Linked DNA regions of Capsicum annuum: region 2 is linked to region 1. The links are chromatin contacts, called in public Hi-C maps. All regions are on one chromosome and are shown on one strand. The core of a region is the stretch at or near the end of the contact, and the rest is flanking DNA. Distances in the headings are between cores, read along the strand shown.

The links. A called contact is a pair of places that touch in the nucleus more often than the background predicts.
Region 2: a contact with region 1 is called in a Hi-C map of bud, with 5 times the contacts expected there. The contact joins the promoter of LOC107851261 here to the promoter of LOC107849562 in region 1. A contact is called at or near these places in 5 of 5 Hi-C or Micro-C datasets (bud, leaf, pericarp and 1 more).

Annotation. Positions count from the first base shown.
Region 1 is chr12:229,786,081-229,790,042 of UCD10Xv1.1, reverse strand. LOC107849562 (histidine protein methyltransferase 1 homolog) reads left to right here and starts at 2,209. Exons shown (of 8, transcript XM_016694117.2): 1 at 2,209-2,416; 2 at 3,180-3,242; 3 at 3,662-3,728. The coding sequence starts at 2,282. It overlaps LOC107851131 (apyrase), which reads left to right. Exons shown (of 9, transcript XM_047401311.1): 9 at 1-163. The coding sequence ends at 43.
Region 2 is chr12:230,501,077-230,505,259 of UCD10Xv1.1, reverse strand. LOC107851261 (adenosylhomocysteinase) reads right to left here and starts at 2,494. Exons shown (of 2, transcript XM_016696209.2): 1 at 1,673-2,494; 2 at 1-419. The coding sequence starts at 2,383.

The sequences.
Region 1 (3,962 bases), core at 960-3,459:
AGTTTCTTCATCTCCAAACAAGATTAGACTTTCATCATCTTAATTAATGTTGTGTCACTCTATTGTAACAATAATTTCATGCCCTTAATTAGCTTTGTTGTGTTTTTAATCTTGTAATGGATTAACTTAAATTAACGAGCAACTTTGAGGGTATTGAGCTTTGTGTGTTTGGTATGATGGAAAATATTTTGCATGAAAATAAGTTGGTTTTCTACTTATTTTCTCATGTTTGGTTGGTGAGTGGAAAATATTTTTTGAAAAATATTTTATGGTGTATGGTTGGTGAGTAGAGACTATTTTTTAGAAAAATATTTTCTAGCGTTTGATTGATGAGTTGAAAAATAATTTTTTTAGAAAATATTACTAACTGTTAACTAGTATATCAGTACCTCTAGCAACTCAACAATTTGTAAGAACTAATTTAAGCATAACAAATAATATCAATATCGAATACTAAAATATTACAATCACTAAATTTAAGCAACTATTAATTAGCAAATATAGGAGACACTTTTCAATATTTTGTCTGGACAATCTCAAGATACTGCAATCAATAGAAATATAACAGAACGACAAGCTTATTCAACCTCGTGAAACAAGTTACATCGATGACAAAATGAAATATGCAATTAGCAAAACTAACATAGGTAAGTTTTCCTCTGTGCATATGAAAATAGCAATACATTCAACGAACATTGGAAATGAAAAAAATTCAGGCTTCAGTATTTTTTATTTCAATTAGTGAAAAATTGAAGCAAAGAATAGTAAAAAATATCTCCGAGTAATGTAAATTTTTGAGAAATGTGAATTTTTTGAGTCATATGAATATGAGTGTTGTTGGGGTGGGGAAGAGGAGTGGGGGTGGGGTCATAAGTCACATTTGTCATTTTCTGAAAAATAACTTCCCTTGACCTATGAGGGAAGTCATTTTCCCTCAAATTGAGGAAAATGAGTTGTTGTGAAAAATGTTTTCCAAACATTTTATTGTAACCAAACAAGAAAAAATAGGAAAACATTTTTCATCATACCAAACACACCCTTTATTTAATATCTTTTCCTACAAACAAATTGTGCACAATTTATGTCTATATACATTGATATTGTTATTGATCTTTAGTACTAATAAAAAAGTAAAAACACTCACCAACCAAACAATAAAAAGTATTTTTATTGGCACCAAATTCACATGGAACACATTTATTACTCTAGGCCTGAAAATGTAAAGCTATGACAATGAGTTTAATTCGATCTCAAAAGTTGAATTGTCCAAGTTTATATGAGCATGTCGTCGGTATATTCTCTGATTAATGTGAGACTTTAAACCACTCTAACAATCCCCTTCACATACATGCACAACTAGAGCGTGAACCGAGAGTTCAAACAGGGATGAACCTAAATTTGATACCATGTAAAGATATGTCACGAGGGCCTAATTAACTCAATCCAAAAGCTATCTCACGAAGAGAGTTTGTCTAATTTCATATAAGCAAACTATTAGTCCATTTTTGAATCAACATGGGGCTTTAGCCCATTCTAACATCCTTCCACGCACATGCACAACTAGAGCGTGAATCGGGAATGTAAACAAGGATAAATTTGACTTTGACACCATGTAAAGATATGTCACATGAGCCTAATTCAATCCAAAAGCTAGTTCATAAAGGAAGAATTATCTAAGTCATCCAAGCATACAGTCAGTTAATTGCCGAATCAATATGGGACTTTAACCCATTCTAACATCCTTCACGCACAGGCCCAACTAGAGCATGGATCGAAAGTCCAAACAGGTATAGACCTGACTTTAATACCATGTAAAGATATGCCACGTGGGTCTAACTCAACCCAGAAAAAGCTAGCTCACAAGGGGAGGATTGTATAAGTCCATATAAGCAAACCGTTAGTCAATTTCTCGATCAATATGAGACTTTAACCCATTCTAACACCCCCTTTACATATAGGCCCAACTAAAGCGTGGATCAAAAAGTCCAAACGCTGATGAACCTGACTCTGATATTTTGTAAAGATATGACACTTGGACCTCACTTAACCGCAAAAATTAGCTTATGAGAAACCAACTCCATATAAGCAGATTGTTAGTCTGTTCCCAACCAACGTGGAACTTTAACCCACTCCTAACGGAAAATCAAAAAACACCTCTAAATAAAAGCCCAATAAGTAGGCCCATTTAATATCCATATGTCTTGACCCATTTAGCTGTTGCGTTTACTTCCCATCAGTTTGCCGTCAACACAGTGAAACCTCAAACTGAAACTTTTTAGCTATGGAGACACACACATCCGGGTCCGGGTTCGGGTCGGGTTTTGGGTTCGGATTCGGGTCGGGTTTTCTTGATGGCCCAGAAAAGCCACTTCCACCTCCACCTCCACCTCCTTCTGTTGAAGTACTTCCCTCACAGGTTAGTTACATTTCATTTATCGAGAGTTAATTTAATATAAATTATAATATAAGTTGTAGTTCAATTACATTTAAAAATATTGGTCTAACGTTCGAATAGTTTGAATTTCGAAAATCAAAACATGAAATCGTCAAAAACACACCTAAAATATCCGCTTTTTTAGAGTTTTATAGATAGGAAAAGCGAACAATTGATAAATGAAACGTGTTTTGATGAATAGTTGGTGATAGTTCAAGTAGAAAACTTGAAAACCGGGATAATTTAGGTCTATTTTTGGCCCTTCATACTAAAAATTGTATCTTTATCTCGGAGTTTAGAAGGAAGAAAAATCAGTTCTTTATGTGATTTAGACTTGTTGGAGAACTTTTTTTATAACCGTGGTGTTAGGCCAACTAACGTACACCTCGATTAATTCAACCTGTCACTTCCTATTAGTAATAAATACCAGGTCTACCAAGGTTTGGACATGTCAGAGAACTTCCGACACTACAACAACATACCCAGTGTAGGTGGGGTCTGGGGAGGATAAAATGTATGCAGTCCATACCACTACCTCCGAAGAAGTATAGAGGTGGTTTCCGATAGACCCCGCAGCTCAGGACAAAAAGTACTATATATAAACACACACTCTTAGTTTTCATTTTTTATTTTATTTAGCATGATCATGATACAAAATGAGTTTAAATGAAGAAGAGGAGATTCATATAGCGACCCCAACTTGTTTGAGACTAAGACGTAGTTATTATTGTTGTTGTTGGATTAGGTTTCATCAAATGTGGAGTTCAATGTGGAGCCTGTAGATTTGGATGGCCTTACTTTACTTAAGGTAAGATTAGTTCTATCATCTTATTAACCTTTTTTTTTAATGTGGCTAAAGATATTTTCCTTGTCGAAATCATTCAGTGTTTATTTACTTTCAAATGTGGAAGTGTTCTCTCTCAAAAATCATTTTTTTTATACTTTAATTCATTTTTTCTTTACAAAGATTCCGCCTTTTACTTCAATTAGCTTGTTTCGATCACTATTTTTAGCAAACCTGCTGAAAGATATCATCTTAATAACGCTGTACTTACACCCTCCACCATGTCTTGTACAAGTACGTATTCTTACCTGCTTTTATAATGAAACAAACACTTTTCCTAAGGTAAAACATTTTCCACGAAAGCCACTATTAACGGAAGAAAAGAAGAATGTAGCTTCAGATATCTTTTAGTTGCCTTAACTAGTGTTTAATCCTTTTTATAGGGAAGGGTCAGTACAAAGCAAGTATTTGGGCTGTCAAATTCCGATTTGATCCCCGGCAAATATGAAGGTAGCAACGTTTTAGGTCCCCATTTTGTCTCCTTCATGCTCGTTACAATTACTGATACCTCAACATGAATTATGTGAACTTTATTTAGTTGAATGTCGTCTGTCTAGGAATGTTTTAAATTTATCAGATCTAGAATTAGATGTAATGACGTCAATTTTTACTGGCAAATAAAGTAGTGTTATGCAAGGGAAAGTTCACGGCTGGTCATAAGTCTGGAGAAAAAGTCGTGAGCCA
Region 2 (4,183 bases), core at 1,245-3,744, 710 kb before region 1:
CTGTCTGTTTGAGGCTTGATTGTGATTCTCTTCACACCAGGGAAGGTCTCGAGACCATGCATATCGATCTCATTGTCAAAGTGACCGATGTTGCAGACAATGGCATTGTTCTTCATCTTCCTCATGTGGTCAACCATGATGATGTCCTTGTTACCAGTTGTGGTGACAAAGATATCAACTTCAGAAACAACATCCTCGAGAGTAAGAACTTGGAGGCCTTCCATGGTAGCCTGGAGAGCACAGATAGGGTCAATCTCAGTCACAATCACACGCGCACCTGCTTGTTTCAACGCAGCAGCACAACCCTTGCCAACATCTCCATAACCGGCAACAAGGGCAACCTTCCCGGCAATCATAACGTCAGTAGCCCTCATGAGACCATCGGGCAGTGAGTGGCGACATCCATACAAGTTGTCAAACTGAGTACACGCCAGGACATAAAAATTCATCGGTCAATTAGCTATCGATAAGTATACATATAAGCTTTGATAATAGCTAAATCAAGGTATAATACATTATGCATCTCCAACTAATAACTAAAGATGCCGATTCCTCGAATAGTTTGTAACACAAGGATCTATTGTACACAGCCTTACCTTGCATTTCTGCAAGAGGCTGTTAAATACCCTTTAGTAAAAGAAACACATTCATTTCTCCCACTAAGTGTTATCAAAAGCAAAAACTGCAAAGGAGCTCCAAGGTCTATTGGGGCTTTAAGCGCAAACCACAAATAAAGCATGAGCTTTAACGAAAAAAGTAACAAAGGAAGAAAGAACACAAATATATACATGTTTAGTTCAAAACTAATAATTACAAGCATGAATGACAAATATATAAACCAAGACATATTTTGTAAAAAAAAATACGATAAAGTGAAATATCAATTGTTTAGTGTTCATGGCAAGGAAAAGTATGCCTTATAACCTTGACGACGACACTGCGACACTGAAGCGCATATTAAGTGAGTCGATGGCTCAACACTTTTTGAGCCTCGCTTCATGGCTTAACCGCGCCTTTGACAACACTACAAATGAGCTAAGATCCAACTGATTGTCTACTATATTGGCTAGATCACAACCAACATGAATCTTAGGCAAAAATTACCTCTAATATCCAATTCAGTATCAAGTACACACATCAGATCTAAATCTCAAGAAGCATATAAAAATATTTACACTAAACCAAAAAGCCCAGTCTGCCTATATCTAAACTCTAATCAACAAAAACTATAAAGGGTAGCCAATGCACTAAAGCTCCCGCTATGCACAGGTCCAGGGAACGACCGAACCATAAGGACATATTGCATGTAGCCTTACCGTGCATTTCTACAAGAGGTTGTTTCAACCGGTGACCTCCTGGTTACATGGAGGCAACTTTACTAGATACGTCAAGGCTCCTTCAAATCAACAAAAACTATACCAAATTTTAAAGAATTGATAAAACCAACAAAGAAACAACAACAAAGTGGAGTCTGGGGAGGGTAAAGTGTACGCGTGCAGTCCATACCAAGTCGATATCACTACCTCAGATGAACTAGAGAGGCTCTTTCCGATAGAGCCCGGGCCCCCGACTCATGGCAGATAACAGTATAACAAACAAAAAAATATAAAAGCACACAACAAAATGGGATAACTGCTAGATAATCAACAAAGAAAAGTAATTGAAAATATACCTTGCTCTTGGTGACAGAGTCATTAACATTAATAGCAGGGAATAGCAAAGTTCCATTAGCCTGCATTTGATACAATCTCTTAACACCAGTAGTAGTTTCTTCAGAAACACCAACAAGTCTTTCCTTCATCTTAGTATACTTCAAAGGATCGGTCTTTAAACTCTCCTTGATAATAGTAAGCACTAGTTGAAACTCAACATTATCAGTACAATTAGGATCCGGTATTTTACCGCTTTTAGCATATTCTTCCTCAGCTTTTACTCCTTCATGTATCAACAATGTAGCATCACCACCATCATCAACAATCAAATCAGGTCCACCACCTACACCCCAATCAAGTGCTCTTTCAGTACACCACCAATACTCTTGCAATGTCTCTCCTTTCCACGCGAATACAGCCGCGCTATCCCTCGCTATGGCAGCTGCCGCGTGATCTTGTGTTGAGAAGATGTTGCATGAACACCATCTTACTTCTGCTCCCAATGCTGTTAAGGTTTCTATAAGGACAGCTGTTTGTATCGTCATGTGTAAACTACCGGTGATTCTTGCACCTTTGAATGGCTGTAACGGTCCAAATTCAGTGCGACATGCCATCAAACCTGGCATTTCGACTTCAGCCAAGTCGATTTCAAGACGGCCAAAATCAGCTTGTGACATGTCTTTAACCTTGTACTCCCTCCCTGAGGTAGTCTTCTCGACGAGTAACGCCATTGTAGAGAGTGTATAATGGAAAAACTGAAGGAATTGAGAGAAGTTTGAAGGTTTTGCTTCTCCCTTTGAGTTGTTTGTGGAAGAAAAACAAGTGTTGTGGCAAAGAGAAATGAAAGGAGGGAAGTTATTATATAGAGTTTGAAGGATGAAAATGGACGGTTAGGATTTGTTCGATCAAATCTTGAGATTTATTGTTAATGTTTGGTGAATAATTTGGTAAAAATGAATGGTAGAAATTATTTGAAATATATTTTGTATGGTAAGGTAACCCTTAAATAATGGAGAAGAATAGGAGAAAAAAAACCACCAAAGTTTTTTTTCATTTTGTTTCGATACTCACATCGAGGTTTGACTAATTAAACTGTCCTGTTAGTAGGTGTCGAAAAGTTTATTACAACAATAATAACAATAATATAATCAATATAATCCCACTAGTGAAATTTAGGGAAGCTACCTTTGCTCCAGGGATTCATCCGAACCCCCTTCGATGGAAAATTATACTATTTTTACATGGTTAAAAATATTTTTTATTCGTATATAATAGATGTTGAACTCCTTCGATTAGTTCGTGTATTTATTTCTGAACTCCCTTAATGAAAATCCTGGCTCCGTTACTGCGTGATGGACAAGATTATGTTGTTTTAAAAAAAGTTATTTTATTTTAAAACATTTTTTGGAAGGGTTGGTTGGTAGAATAAGGATGTATTGCATGTTAACTTCACGTTCACAAATCTCAATAACATGCATTACAACACCAAAATCTTTTTTAATATAACTATTCGATCTGACACATGTCAGTTTGATTAATTCAAATTCGTGTTATGTAAGATGTCACTAAAAAGAAATGTGGTGTCAAAGCGATGTCATATGTTAAAAACTCGCTTTTCTAATTTAAACTCGAGATCTCCAATAATTAAAAATAAAGAGATATCATCCATTTCATAAAGTCTTTTTCATTACAACAACAAAATAAAAATTGAAATTTTGGAGTTAATCTTGTTATGGTAAAGTTAGTCATTCACCAACCAAGAAAGGAACTCAAAGCCAAACATTGATTAGGTAAATGAAATTGACATGACCAACAACGTTGTCCTATATAGGCATGAAAGAGTGGTGTAATGATAAGTACTCTTTTCTATTTAACTACATGTTTCGCATTCGAGTTCTGGACACAGTGACGGACCTAGGATTTAGGGGCCGTAGGTGCTCGTGAGGTTCGAACATACATATTGATGCTCAAAGCTTTAAGGTTTCGCATGAAAACCAAAGCACCCAACAATCTTTTTGGTTTCCTGGGTGTTATTTTGAAGCTTATATTATTTTTCATATTTTTTTATATAATTATATCTAATCTGGAGAAGCGTCCTCGGTGGCAGACCAGGCACAAGTCACCTAGAATGGGGCACCAAAGAGGGTGGGAGCCACATTGTGCTCGGACTGTCGCACTAATGGGTGCCGGAGCATCAAAAAAATACATATAGGTTCGCCCCTGTCTGGATATAAAGCGGTTTTTGCTACGAAACATTTTATCCCTTAACGTAAAATTTTTTTATACAAATTCAGATTTAGTCGGACCCAATACAACAATAGACAAGTTAGTAGCAAGGGAGTTGTTGGAAAAAATATTTGCTTTGGTTGTTGTTGGTGGACTTGTGGTTGTGCTCTAAACGTGACCACGTCCTCTTCACTCCCTAACATGTTTACCCAATTGCAAAATTTTACTAATATTTCACAAATTATATTAATTTATTCGAGTTAAATATTTTACGTTTAATTAATTATGAAATCTATGTGCAAAAT